2 separate regions of the Oryctolagus cuniculus genome follow, and region 2 is linked to region 1. The links are chromatin contacts, called in public Micro-C maps. All regions are on one chromosome and are shown on one strand. Each heading gives the region's core, a stretch centred on a gene start, on an enhancer-like site or on the middle of the called end of the contact. The rest is flanking DNA. Distances are from core to core; before and after follow the strand shown. Region 1 overlaps MICAL2 (microtubule associated monooxygenase, calponin and LIM domain containing 2). Region 2 has its middle 32 kb from the start of DKK3.

The links. A called contact is a pair of places that touch in the nucleus more often than the background predicts.
Region 2: a Micro-C map of ear pinna shows a contact between it and region 1, with 4 times the contacts expected there. The contact joins two enhancer-like sites. A contact is called at or near these places in 4 of 6 Hi-C or Micro-C datasets (ear pinna, psoas muscle, skin fibroblasts and 1 more).

The regions. Positions count from the first base shown.
Region 1 is chr1:53,956,073-53,963,353 of mOryCun1.1, forward strand. MICAL2 (microtubule associated monooxygenase, calponin and LIM domain containing 2) reads right to left here. Exons shown (of 36, transcript XM_070073245.1): 28 at 4,660-4,731; 29 at 499-662. Among named protein-coding and RNA genes, the nearest start is that of PARVA, 71 kb to the left of the region's middle. Within about 2 kb of position 4,624, at least 2 of the 8 cell types and tissues checked have an H3K27ac peak or open chromatin away from gene starts, as enhancers often do. A contact at or near this core is called in ear pinna, where this site is marked.
Region 2 is chr1:54,178,787-54,186,067 of mOryCun1.1, forward strand. No RefSeq gene overlaps it. Among named protein-coding and RNA genes, the nearest start is that of DKK3, 32 kb to the right of the region's middle. Within about 2 kb of position 3,060, at least 2 of the 8 cell types and tissues checked have an H3K27ac peak or open chromatin away from gene starts, as enhancers often do. A contact at or near this core is called in ear pinna, where this site is marked.

The DNA of each region.
Region 1 (7,281 bases), core at 3,374-5,873:
AATTCGGTCCCATAGGATTTCCAAGGTCATCTCTGGTCCTAAGTGGCTGCCTCGGAACCTGCTGGGATCCGCCCAGAACCCTCCCCCGCCCCCCCAGCCCTGAGCAAGGGCTATCCGCTATCCGGGCCCCACACGAGGAGGGGAGGAAGCCAGAGGGGCAGGCAATGGCATAGACACCACTCTTGATAAGCTCCTGGGCCAGGGAGGGTAGGGTTGGTCAGCTCTGTGGGTGGCCAGACCCACAGGAAAAGGCAAGATCGCTGTGGGAGATTCAGATGGAGTTCCAGGCTTCAGCCTTGCCCAGCCCCAGGTTGTGGACATTTGGGGAGTGACCAGGCTGATGGGAGATCTCTCTCTCTCTCACCCTCCCTCTCCCTTCCTCTTTCAAATAAGGAAAATAATAAAAATAAAATGCAGAGTGAAGGTGGGAGTAGCGGGTGGGAGGCATACAGGCAGCTCAGCTTCCTAGCACCTGTGTGGGGACCCAGAGGCACTCACCTGCGGTGGGGAGGTGGCCTTGGGCGCAACTTCGGGGACACTGGCTGAAGAAGATGGCGGCAGGGATGAAGGAGAAGCCCGCAAAGACCGAGGAAGAGACAGAGACAGAGACGGAGACGGTTCCCTTGGAGGTGAGGCAGCTTCGCTGTTCACTGGCGTGAAACCTACCGAACGGAGAACACGCTGGCCATTACAAACCTGTTATTACCTTATTTTGTCATGAGAAAAGTGGCTTTCACAGGAGGCTCCAGTGCCATAGGCAGATTCAGAAGGAGGACGATGTTGAGACAGGACTCAGGGTTCCCAGAGCCCGTAGCTTGGGGCTTGGAGGAAGAGGAAGAGGCAGAGGAGAGGCAGGTCTTGTGCGGTGACAGGGGCCCTGGGTGAAAAGCCTACGAATCACCATGTTGCAGACTCCTGTGAGAGGCGTCCCGAGATGGGCAGCCAGGAGCCCCCGGAGCCCTTGTTGGCAATGGGCTTCTATCAGAAGTCCCCCCAGCTCTTGTGGGCGGAGCTGGGTTGCCTTACATTGCTTTGTCCATAAACCATCTGAGGCTCCTTCCCCTAAGACACAGGACCATCAGCGACAGGAGAAACGTTGGCTGCCAGAGAGGGGCTCTCCATGAGGTGCAGAGTTTGAGATGGGGAGAGGGTACGTGGGAGGTGACTGTGGAGTGGCGTCCACACTAAGCTGCACTGGCCAGGGAACAAACAGGAGGCAGGGGCAGGAGGAGCCTGACTGCAGACTGTGGGCAGCTGGGGTCATCTAGGCTGGGGAAGCCGGGCTCACGCAGGTGCACCTGGGAGGCCAGTCAGGCTCATGTGTGCGTTCTCCTTCCTCTTCCTCCCTCCTTCTTCCCGTTAAGTCTGGTCCCCTTACATGTAAAACCTCAGACTCTGTAAAACCTCTGTCTCCGTATTGGACCGTTTCGGATAATCGTCCTCAAATACATTCAGAAAAATGCCCTGCAGCGTCTGGTGTTGGCCGGGCTGGGCTTCAGGACTTGATCCTGGCCCAGGCACAGCCGCAGCCCACGCCAATGCTCCCACACTCTCCCTGGGGCCACTGAGCCCAACCAGCCCCATTCTTGCCTGTCCCTGACTCCGCCAACGTGGCCTTCGGGATTTAGCTCAATGCACTCAGCTGGCCTGTCTTCCCCAGGTTGTAGGAGAGAGCAGGGACCCACGCACAAGTCCCGCCCTGCGGGGACGACCAGGTCCTGCTTCCTGGTGCACCTCTGACCGTCTCTGAGGGTGGGTGCGGGTCTGGGGAGATGGCGAGCGCGCACACACACACACACACACACACACGGGGCAGGCAGCTCCCAGCCAGCCAGCAGCTCCCAGAGCGCTTCAGAGGGAGCGGTGACCCCAGGAACAGAGAGGCCACGGGCTGCCGGGAGCTGACGCCCGCCGGGGAGCTCGCTGGCTGCCTCCCGCCACACGCACCCCACCTCAGCCCACAGCTAGACAGCTGGAGCCTAAAAAGGCAAGAACTCTGAGTCACTCGTGGCCTTGCTTCCTGTCCTCCACAGGCCACATTCCTGCCACATACCTTCTCCCCCTCTTCCTCGCCCCCTCACTCTCCTCTCTGCCACCTTCCGACTCTGACTCCCTAACTTGTCTCCTCCGCTCCACGGACACCTTGGAACCAAACCCTGGGGGCCTAGCCAGCAAAGCCTTAGGTTCATAGGTCATGACCCGGAAGCAGTTCGCCCGGGTCTCCTTCCTCTAATACCTGCCCACCCCGGCTGTGAGGGTGGACCCCTCCCTCCACGTGGGCCTCACGCCCCCAGGCTAAGCTGCTGCGTGGAAGCTGGGGGACAGGCTGGGGTTGGGGGGGCCCCGGAAGGCTTGGCCCAGCTGAGAGTCATGGGAGTCTCACCAGCCCCCGGGGCAGGTGGTGTCTTGGGCTCCCCCACACTCACTCAGCCAGCTGCCCGACACCTAGCAATTCCGTGACCCCCAGCTTCTCACGCAAGAAACTGGGGCACTGGGGCTGCTTCACGGGTGATTGAGGGAGCGGCTCCGGATCATAACAGGGGCCCAGCTGAGTAGGCGCCACGTGTTTGCCAGCTGTGACTGGCACCTCCCTAACCTCCCCTCAGGCGCACTCGCTGTGTCACGGGAACACGCTGCTGGGACCCCAGCCCGATCCACAAAGGGGGCCGCACCCCCACCCCAGCCACGGCCTCTCCAAGCCTGGGTTCCAGTAACTCTGCCTCAGATCCTCCTCCAGGGGCTGGAAACCTTGGCAACGCCACAGCCAGGGCTGCCCTGCCCACTGCTGGGGTTCCCGTCCAAGTGTCACTGGCCCCCAGCGTCCTTGTGTGTGAAGCCAGCTGATGAGCAGGCCAGAACCTGGGTTACAGCCTCCAGACCCCTGGACCAGTTCCTGTCCCACCTCTGCTCTGAGACCTCTGGCACTGGCTACCTTTCTCCTAGATCCCAAAGGTCACTGTGGCCAGTAGGGTCAGCTGGGGGAGGGTGCTGAGGGCTATGACACCGCTCCCTCCAACTACCCTCCAGCCTGGAGTGTGGAGCAGAAGTGGCCGTGATGGGGCAGTGATGGATGGTGGACTGATGCCCCCAGGGTCTGCTCCCTTTTATAGGACCAGCCCTGCCCCTTGGGGGGTCTCCTTTTGGGCACAAAGAAGATAACAAAAACAGATGTCTTTGGTGGCCCTCAGCCCAGGGGATTCTTACCAGGACTGGGATTCCAGGGGGCAGCCTCCCAGAATTTGGAAGCCAGGCCAGGCTCAAATCCCTTCTCGAAGTCTTGGAGCGCCCTCTAGGGGCAGCAGCTGGAAAGTCTGACTCTATCTGCTAGGTTTGCACTCAGTCCAGCCAGCTTATTCCTTGATTCAATTGTGTCCAATGTCCAATTACCATCCATCCATCCATCCACTCTTCCTTCCTTCATCCCTGCCTCCCTCCATCCCTCCTTCCTTCCTGTCTTCCCATTCGTCCATTCATCCATCTACCCAACCAGCCAGCAAACAAGGACAAGGGGGTACCTCCTCTGGGCCATAGCATGCTGGACACCAGACCCATAGAAAGATTCAACCTCATGTCCTGCCCTCAACCCAGACTTCTTAAGCACTTGGGGGACCATGGACCTAAGGCCCCCAGGCCCATCCTAGAAGCTACGCTGCTGTTCCCAGTGTACTCCTCCACAGCCCCCCACTGGTGGCCCACACACTGCTACCGTGGGCTGGGAGTTTTGGGATGGATGGGGCACCTACACAGACCCGCCCTGAGCAGCAGGATGCTGGGGACTGGAGAAGTGCAGGGCAGTAAAAGAGTTAACCACGTGTGGGGAAAGTCAACTCTCCATGCCCTCTTGCTCTCTCTCTCTTGCTGCCTGGGGCCGGCCAGGCAAGTCAAGGGCCACTTAGGTTGTCCCCAGATCTGCCCAGGTGTGTAACCCTGGGGCCAGCTCCCAAGGTGCCTCCGCCCCAGCCTGTCCCGGTGAGGAGGCCCATGGGGCTGGGCCTTGGGGGAGTGACTCACTGGCCGCTGGTCCTACAGGGAGCCCAGAGAGGGAGAGGAGGCTGGGGGGGAGGGAGGGGAACAGGATGGAGTCCTGGAGGGAATTCCAGCTCTGTAACCTCGGGCAGCCAGCAGAATGGGAGCCAGCCCCAGGTGTGGAGCAACCACGCGCGTAGTCAACACGCCCCCTCGTGGGCACCTGCTGTCTTAGCTGCTGCCGGATGCTGACCCAGCTCTGACCATTCATGGGATGTTGGTACCAAGGCGTGTGTGTGTGCATGTGTGGCCATCTTCATGGCTTTGCTCGAAACTGCATGAGGCCATTAAGTTGATGCCCCACCCCCCCAACCCAGGGCACAGAATCCAGTCAGAGTCCCTCAACCTCAGTTTCCTTCTCTTTGCCTTGCAGAGCTGGGTGCCTACAACCGACCGCTGTGGCCCCTTCTGGGTGCGGCTGTAGAACCCTACGGCTCCCCAATTCCCAGGGGGTGGCAGAGCACAGAAATGGGTGTGCTTTGTCAGTCAGCAACGGAAGTCCAGTCAACCATACTTCTCTTTTCTTGCCCCCTCTGCTCCAGGAAGGCCCGACAGGGAAGACACCATGTAAGGAATGAGAGCAGTGCCTGGGAGAATTAGCCAGAGCCCAGCCCCCGACAGCTCCTGACTCACTGGACTGGAATGTTCTCCAGTGTGGCTGTTGGCTTGGCGTTGAAGACTGGAAGCTTCTGGCCCGATGCAGAGCTGTGGGGTGGGGAAGAAGGGGGAGGGCAAGAGTCTGTTAATTGTGTGGCAGAAACAGGGATTTTTCTGCTGAAGCCGGTTTATCGACAATCAAGAGACAGTGACTCCAACGGACTGAACCCCTTCCTCCCCTGGGGGAGCCCTCCTGATCCCCTGCACCTCCCACCTCCTCCTCCTCTACTCATCACTTGTTTATGACCATGGGACAGGGCTGACCTGGGTCAGCAGAAACGTCTCCGTGTGAGCCACCCTTCTAGTTAGTGATCGATAGTGACCGTCTCACATGCATGCATGAACTCTGCAGACATAGTCTGCATGCACACAGGGGTACATATGTATATGACATGCATGGATGCACTTTCATTCATTTTTTTTTTTTTTTGACAGGCAGAGTGGACAGTGAGAGAGAGACAGAGAGAAAGGTCTTCCTTTGCCGTTGGTTCACCCTCCAATGGCTGCCGCGGCCGGCGTGCTGCGGCCGGCGCACTGCGCTGATCCGATGGCAGGAGCCAGGTACTTATCCTGGTCTCCCATGGGGTGCAGGGCCCAAGCACTTGGGCCATCCTCCACTGCACTCCCTGGCCACAGCAGAGAGCTGGCCTGGAAGAGGGGCAACCGGGACAGAATCCGGTGCCCCGACCGGGACTAGAACCTGGTGTGCCAGCGCCGCAAGGCGGAGGATTAGCCTAGTGAGCCGCGGCGCCGGCCCATTCATTTCTACTAGAATGGTTCGTTTAAGCTGAGGCGTCTTAAAAAGCTCACGGAAAATGCAGATGATGAAATAATCTATGAATGGTTTGAAAAATTTTTTACAACAAAATAAGCTTATCTTTCAATTCTGTTTTTCCACGAAGCCTTTTCTTTTAAAGGTCAACAGGACTCACACTGGCGCTCCAGCATGGGGCTGCTGGCTCGCAGGCGGGGGCTTCCTACTGTGCCACAACGCCAGCCCCTTTCATGACCCCTTCAGTGCCCTCCTGTGCTGCAGATAAAACTGGGGCAGCTCCGATGGAAGCCAGGAAATCGTACAAAGTTCCACCTTCTGCGGCATAGCGGGTAAAGCCGCTACCTGCAGTGCCAGTATATGGGCGCCGGTTCGAGCCCAGGCTGCTCCACTTCCGATCCAGCTCTCTGCTGTGGCCTGGGAAAGCAGTAGAAGATGGCCCAAGTGCTTGGGTCCCTGCATCCATGTGGGAGACCTGGAAGAAGCTCCTGGCTCCTGGCTTTGGATCAGCCCAGCTCTGGCCATTGCAGCTATTTGGGGAGTGAACCAGCAGATGGAAGACCTCTCTGCCTCCGTCTCTCCATAACACTGCCATTCAAATAAATAGATAAAATCTTCTTAAAAAAGAAAAGAAAGTCCTCCTCCTGCCTCCTCTTCTCCCAAAGACTGGCAAACCTTTTGGACACCACTTGTCACTGAGCCTCTGGACTGTCCACTGCAGTGACCTCTGCCCTCGGTTTACATGGAAACGTGTTTTGTCCAACACCGGGCACTTGGTACAAAAGGCCTGTCTGCCCAGCCGGGACTTTAGAAGTGGCTGAGCAGACTGACCATCACATGCAGAGGATGCTGGACCTCGGCCATTGGTGGGGGGGACCTCGGCCATTAAGGGCATGGGGGATGGGCAGTGGGACCCAACACACGCTGTGCCCAGGCAGGGCCTCAGATTCCTGCTCTGGCTCCAGGTCCCTGTGCCTCCATCACAGCCAGGGAGAGAGGCCGAGGGAGAAACATATCTGAGTGCCCACTCAATGGGGCCAGGAGGGGACGGAGAGCAACACCAGGAGTGACGGGTGGAGGATAGGGCTGGAAGTTTGAAGCAGGACTCCTGGCCTGTCCCATGCTCTCTCTCATTCTCCCCGCCTCCTCCTCACTCTACCGTGGAGCACAGGTGTAACCAGTACCTGGCTCCTGCTCCCTCTCTTACTCCAAGTGTGCTTGCTGTGTCTTGTGGGTTCCCGGTCCCACTGACCTGCTCCGAGTCAAGCTCAGGGACGTGAGGAGCAGCCTTGTGCAGATGGGCACCCAGCACGGTCTCCCCGTGTCCCCATTGCACGGGGACCACTCACTTGTGGCGCCTGTCCACTCGCTCCCGACCCAGGGCTGGGACAGATCTCCATGCAGCACCCGGAATGCAGACTCCTGGACACCATCAGGGCCAGCTCCAGCCTCCTCCCCTAAGCTTGCGGCATCCTCGCCCTGGCTTCTGATAGCCAACCAACCACTCACTGGGGCTCCAGTAGGGCACAGCTGGCCCTACAAGGTTCTAATCACTGCACTCATGAGCTCATTGGCTTCTGCAACAGATAACACCTGGATGGCTGGGATTGTCTCCTGGGGCTGCTTCTCCAAGAATTACAGGTCTGGGGCGGAAAGTTACTACCACCTGCTTGTACCCCAGACTGGCTGCAGCTCACCAGACCATCACAGAAGTTATCTAAAGAATATGGTGTCACTGACCAATCCAAGCAAGACCACAAGCACCGCAGCCAACCAGGAACTTAGACATGAGCTGAACACGCTCCTCCCAGCCCCAGCTTCTGTCT
Region 2 (7,281 bases), core at 1,810-4,309, 220 kb after region 1:
CACACCCCAGCTCCCTCAGTGGACACACACCCAGCTCCCGCAGTGGACACACACCTAGCTCCTTCGGTGGACACACAGCCCATCCCAGCTCCTTCAGAGGACACACACCCCATCTCGGCTCCCTCAGAGGACACACACCCCAGCTCCCGCAGTGGACACACAGCCCATCTCGGCTCCCTCGGTGGACACACAGCCCGGCTCCCACAATGGATACGCAGCCCAGCTCCCTCAGAGGACACACAGCCCGGCTCCTACCGTGGACACACAGCCCGGCTCCTCACCACTCAGCCCAGGTGCGTGCTCCCCATTCCCCAGAGCCCCAGTGCAGTTCAGCCTCACTGCCCACGGGAGGGACTTGTCCGATGAGTCGTCCTGTGGTCTCCCTCGATTTCTCACATCTCTGTCTCTGCTCCTCTTTCAGTACCCTTTGGAATTGCCTCAAAAATAAACTACCTGCATGCAAATTTTTGTCTCAGGTGTTACTTCGAGGAAAAACAACCTAAGACTCATTATCAGAGCCTGGCTCTAAAAGGTTAGGCCTCACGTGTGGTCTGACCCTACTGTTTGCCACAACACAGACAAACCCAGAGGGCGCATGCTCAGTGAAATGATCCAGGCACAGAAAGCCAAGTCCTGTGTGATCTCGCTCCTCTGTGGAGTCTTAGAGATAAAATTCACAGACGCAGAGAACAGGCCGTGGCGGCTGGGGCTGGGGCAGGTGGGCAGATGCTTCAGGCAGGCAGGACAAACACAATCTGCCAGTGTGTGTGCTGGAGCAGGGCGACTGCAGTTCATTCTAGTGCAGTCTACTGACGTTGTTAGGAGAGTAGATCCTAAAGCTTCTCAGTACACACACACACACACACACACACACAGTGTGGTGGTGCACATAAGTGTCCCTGAGCTTACTTGTTGGATCACAGTGTAGCAAAATCATTACATCATATTACAGCCTTTGCTATATACCTTAAATACACATAATTTTTATTTCTTATACCTCAATAAACCTAGGAGAATCAACCTAAGAGATCATGCTTTTCATTTCGAGGGTGGGATACAATATCTGCCGTAACTTTAAAAGCTACTGTCAGATTTTACAGACAAGCCTCTGTGCACTGTGCCCGCCCTCGGCTCCCGGACTGACCGTGAGGAACGCGGGCAGGAGAGCCAGGGCAGCTGGCCTTTGGCCACTCGTTCTCCTGATGGACGTTGCTAGGGCAAACATCCTTTCGGCAACACCTGGGCACGATTTCTCTAAAGCACAGAGTCCCTACAGCTCAGTGCCTGGGGCAAAGGCCAGGCGCTTCTGTGACACACCGCCCTGCAGAGAGGCTTCCCAAGTTCTCTCCCACCTCTCCCAGGGAGTGCATCCTCTGCTCCACCAGTGGCCAGCTGAGGACGCGGAAGGGCAGGCTGCAGGCAACATCAATGCCACCCAGCGGCACAGGTCTGAGCCCAGCCCCTGGGGAAGAAACCGAGAGGAATAGGGCCAGGGCTCGGTCGGGCTCTAGCTACTCCATGAGGTGGGAACTTTGGCCAGGGAAGTAGAAGGCAAGTCTTCATAGCCCAGGTGAGGGCATTTTGGCGAGCCAGGGCAGGGCCCAGCTGGCCCACTGGGTATCTTTGTGCAAATAGGAGAAACATGTCTTTCCCTCGAGTTAAAAAAGAAGGGTCACGTTAGCACAAACAGCCCTGGTGCGACACACACACACACACACACACACACCCGTGTGGCACCCCTGTGGCCAGCAGCATGCACACCCAAGTGCCGCGCCCCACCCCCAGCAGACTTCCCGTGAGATGACCACTGCAGGTCCAAAGTCTGAGAGCCCTATGAATCAGGCCTTAAATGGCAGTAGGTACCTGCTGTGCAGGAGGGTGGGACAGCATGCACACGTGTGTGCCAGAGTTTGTGCGCGGCCCTGGTGCCACCGTGGATTCAGGTCCCAGGGAGCTCCCCCCAGCCACCCATCAGGTGGCTTGGAGTCTCTGCCACCCACTGGGCTCCGACATAAATTAAGATGCCTATTATGTGCCATGCAGTGCCTTCGAGCAGTGTACAACCTAAGATCCCAAACATGGGCCACAGGCACCATCGCTTCCAGGTCTTTGAGCTGCACCCTGAGTAGCGGACCCCGCCTGCATGGTGCAGCTCCTCAAGGCCTCCCTCCCCTGCTCAGCGAAGGCTCAGGGGTGGAGCAGGGACTTCAGCAACCAGAACAGGGATGGGCAGGTGAGGCAGAGCCCTGCCCAAGCCTCAGCCATCTCCTGAGGAGGCTCCCTGGGCTCAGCCTGCCAATTAAAGGCCAAAGATCAAAGAGGAAGGCTTCAGCAAGGAGCCCAGTGGCCTCCCACAGGAGGATTCTCCGTGTTCCTCATTAGGCGTGACCAAGAGCTGGTAATCACTATGGAAACCTGGAGCTCCTAGAGCAGCCGCCCAGCCTGGCTTTCACCCGCCACGGACTTGGACCAGTCATAGTTCCTCACGTCCCCACCCACGGGGATCTGGGCACATGCTAATTGCCCCAGACTTTGGCCGCAGACCGCACCACTCCCCTGGGCCAGATACCGCGCACCTGCCTCCTCCCTAGCCCAGGAGCCTGTGCACCTTGGCTGTGTGCTTCAGCCCCACCCTGCAGGCCCCTGGCAGGCAGAGGGGTACAAGGAGCAGAGGTGGCCACGGCCAGAGGGGCCCTGCACCCCATGCTGGGCGCTCCCCGCCCCACCAGTGAGGGGAAGGAAGCACCCCATGCCACACCGTATGTGCCACAATTCCTCATGCCCCGTCTCCCGCGGTGAGAAGGTAAGCTCCACAAGGAAGGGTTTGCAGCCACAGCGTGTGGCTGCTGTAACAAATTCCTGCAAACTCAGAGCCTCGAAACGACAAAATTTATGATCCCCCCGTTCTCAAGGTCAGAAATCTCACTGGATTAAGTCAAAGGCAGGGCCATGTTTCTCCCTGGAGGCCGCCAGGAGGCTCTGTTTCCGTGCCCTTTCCAGCTGCCACCGGCCACCTGTCTGCCTCGGCTTGGGGCCAAGACTCCCGTTGCTCCAGCCTCGGCTTCTACCAGCTCAGCTCCTCTCACCCTGCCTCGCCTGCCCCTCTTCCCCTTTGAGGGACCCCTGTGGCTGCAGCCAGCGCACCTGGTTAAGCCAGGCTCACTTCTGGATCTTTGGGTCAGCTGCTAGGCAACTTAACTCCTGCTAGCCATGGACACGGCATATTCACGGATGCCAGGGCTGAGGGCGTGGGTTTTCTGTTCACCGCTGCACCCCCGGGGCCTCGAGCCGTGCCTGGCACACAGAGAACCCTAGCAAAGTCATGCCGAAGGGGTAAGTGGCCCAATGTGTGATTGAGTCATCCCCAGTAAGACTCACTTCCACAGCAAACGGTTGTCATGCTTACTAAATGCACGCCCTGTTGGAAGTGCCTTAGACAGATGATCTCATTGGATCCCCAGCACTTCTGCCAGGCCCATTGTATTCCTCTCTGCCTCAGGGCGTGTGTCCCGCCCTCGCTGAGCACCTTACACTTCTGATCTCACTCATCCTCATGGAGGAAGACCATTGTCAAGTTTCAGGCTCAATTTGGGGGTCCTGAGGGGCTCTGGGCTATGGGGGCACACTGCTCCTTTCTCACTGTTGATCAGACCAGGACCAATGCCCCCTAAAGAAACAAGGAATGCCAGTGTTCCCGCCTGGAGGTGGGCTTCTGCCTCCCAGGCCTTGCCACTGTGCCCACGCCTGCAGCCCGCCCCGCCCGTCATCTGGAGCTGGGCCTGACTGCTCTGCCCATAGAAGCCAGTCCCCCTCCCAGGGACAGGAACCCACCTCAAACCCCACTCAGGGCTCCAGGCGCATTTCTCTGATGGCCACTGTAGGGGCACACATGTGCCCATCCCCCAGCTGGGCCCTATCCACGTTTTGCCCATCCTGGAGCCATCTCCGTCTGCTGCCTCCGTGACACGTTGTCCCCTCAGCTCATCCCCCCTGCCTGCTCTTCAAGGCCATGGGCATACAGGCCGGCAGGAAGCCCCCAGCTCTGTCCTCGGCTTCCCTGCAGCTCCGCGGCAAGAATGCTGGTTGGACAGTGAGGCCTCGCTGGCCCCCCACTTGCATCTTGACCTTTGCAATCAAAGCCAAGAGGAGCGAAGCTGACCGGTGCCTGCCAGCACAGTGGGGCATCGCATTTTCTGTTCCTGCCAGCACATTTTTTTAGGTCAATGTCAGATCAGGGAAATCCAATACCGTATGTCCCAATGTTTTATTGGAAAACAGAGAAGTTGCTTTCCAAAATAAGTAGTGTTTACTAGCGAAGCCTATAGAAACCACCATCAGTGAACCTGCAGCCCTAGCTTCATTGCTGTGAACCCTGTAACCATGTCCATGTGCCTGGACGTGTGTGCATGTACATTTGCACAGGGGGTTAGTGTGTATCCATCAAGGGGCCGTGGGCCACGTGCACGTGTGTCTATGTGATTTTATATCTGGCCCTCTCTGTTTACACGCTCCCTCCCTTCCCTGTACCCCCCGGTCTCAGCCTTCACCCTGTTCTCTCCAAGCTGGCTGGGGATCTGGGACTCACGTCCTAATGCCCACCATCTGCCCCACCCCCCTCGGTGCAGACTTGCTGTGCAAGATCACCAAGCCCAGTGTCTGGTTACCCAGTTGGGCCCCAGCAATTTGAGCTCACGGGATGTTAGTGGCCCTGGAAATGGCACCGTGTGCTGCCCCAGCGAGGCCGTGGGTGGCACGTCTCACTGATGGGCACCTCGACCGCAGGATCTCCCCTGCCGAGCCCCCAACCACACTGCCAGCACAGTCCTAGATTCACCTCTTCCCTGGCCCAACCCCCACTGTCTGGCAGCCGCCCTCCTCTGTAGACTCAAGCAATTCAGCCCAGCTTCCAAGCCCGAGTGGTTTGCTTAGCAAAGTCGTCTCTCCCCTCCACGAAAGCCTCCCTCCCCACCTCTGTGCCTCCTTTTGCTCACGCCGTTCCTCTGCCTCGACACCATCCCCCGCTGCCTCTTCTCTCCCATCAGCCCTGCCAGTCAGACTCCTGGGCTGCCTTCAAGACCAGCCCACAGACCTCCTATGCCTCTCTCTGCAAGGCCTGCACCACCAGGTGGCGCACTGCCCTGGGTGTTGCCTAAGATTTGTCTTCTGGTTGCTTCCTGGCACGTTTTGCCTTCCCACCTACGTGGTGACCTCCATCCAGGCAAGAGTCAAGCCAAGGGGCTAGCATCGTGGCGTAGTGGGTTAAGCTGCTGCCTGCAACACCGGCATCCCATCTGAGTCCCTGCTCAAGTCCTAGCTGCTTCACTTTCCATCCAGCGCCCTGCTAATGTGCCTGGGGAGTGGCACAGGAGGACTCAAGTACTTGGGCTCCTGCCACCTACATGGTAGACCCGGATGCAGTTCCAGGCTCCTGGCTTCTGCCTGGGGCCATTTGCAGCCATTTGGGGAATGAAGCAGCAGATGAAAGATCAATTGATCTCTCTCCCTCTCTGTGTGTAACTCTGCCTTTCAAATAAGTAAATGCATCTTTAGGGAAAACAAAATGAATCAAGCCAAGCCCTGCAGTCCCTTTGAAGAAGCAGGATCCCAACACAGGTCTGCACACAGTGTAGAGTGGCAGGTGAGTGTCCAAAGAAAGACCAGAGGGGTGGTGGTGAGGCCAGGAAGCCTTAGGCACTGCAGGGTGGGGGGTGGACTGCACCTGCCCCAGCTCATTCAGCAACACCCACGGCGACATTCTCCCCACTTGACAGGTGAGAGAACTGAGGCTGTGAGAGGCTTCTCCCAGGCTGCAGAGGGGGAAGCAGCAAAGGCAGGGCCTCCCCCAGGGGCCTCCAGCAATGGCACCTGCGAAGGGCAGTGTGCGGTAAGCACAAGAACTCTCTGAGATCCTCAAGCACACCCGGTCCAGAAGCGCTCAGAGGAAGCTCTAAACTGAGGTCCAGCAGGGTCACTGATGACGCAAGAGTTCCTGTCCGTGTGGCCCAACATGGCAGCCGCTGGCCTCGTGTGGCCTCCGAGTGCGTGAGAGGCGGCTGGCATGACAAAGGAACTGGATTTTCACTTTCGCTTCATCTCACGCAGTTTACATTCAAATAGTCACTTGCAGCCAGCGGCTTCTGTGTTAAACAGTGCTTCCCGGCCATGCGCGCTTGTGTCAAGCCAGTACGGGAACTAGCACGTGAATTGGCTGCTGGCTGCCCAGGCGGCGGACTCAAGGGGTTCCACCCTCCTGGCCCACCCAGCCTCACTGAGGGTGAGAGAATCAACTTCTCCATTAACTCACAACCCATTCCAGGCACACCTGAGGAGTCTTACTGGTGGCCTCGCTTCCTGCTGGCTCCTGGCCTCTGAGGCCGGAACTCCAAAAGCACCACAATCATGAGAAATCCCAGCACAAGGAGGGTGCCCAGGACTTCATCAGCCCCCGCAGGGGGTCCTTCCCCTGTCCCCCATGGTTAGTGCCTGCTCCTGGGCAGGGACTAGGGTCTAAGCCACTCTGGGCAGTAGTGATGAACGGAGTCTGCCCGGCCTTCGGCTTTGAGGAGCCTGCTGACCTGATGGACTATTGTTGGAGAGCAGGACCCTGGCCACCACAACAGAATCCAGCCAGGACCACTCTGGCCCTGCAGGAGGGCAGCCCAGGCCACCAGGGCCATCTGCTATTGGCAGACCTTGGGCGCCCCCTGCTGGACCCTCAGAGGACGAGTGCAGCTGGGGAACTGTGTGTGTGTGTGTGTGTGTGTGTGTGTGTGTGTGTGGTGGGGTTGGGCTAGGCAGCTCAGGCACTGGGTGAGTCTGCAGTGGGGACCTTCCACAGTCCAGGAGCCTCGGCACCCGCCCCCCAATCCATTCACTCCTCATTCATCAACTGCGCCAGAGCCTGCATTACAGGGGGAAATCAGCCACAGGGGCTTGGTGGTGGCCATACCAGAGGAGGTGGGACCAAGGGGGAACGCAGCTGGTCACAGCGGCAGAGAAGCAGCTGGGGGAGGCCCCACAGGCAAGCAGGTGGGCCATCCCTTGCAACTAAAGTGGCCAGGGTAGGGGGAAGGAACTGGAGGGTGTGTGCGGGGAGAGGCTTTCCCTGTCCACAGCCCCCAATCCGCCAGCAGACCCCCAGGAGCAGGCCCGCAGGGGCTCCTGAGTCCCAGGACAGATCCTAGATGAGTCAGCAGATGCAGCCCCCGGCATGGAGCCGATGGGCATGGACGACATGGTCTGGTGGGTACAGGGCAGGGGAGAGAGCCAGGATGGGAGATA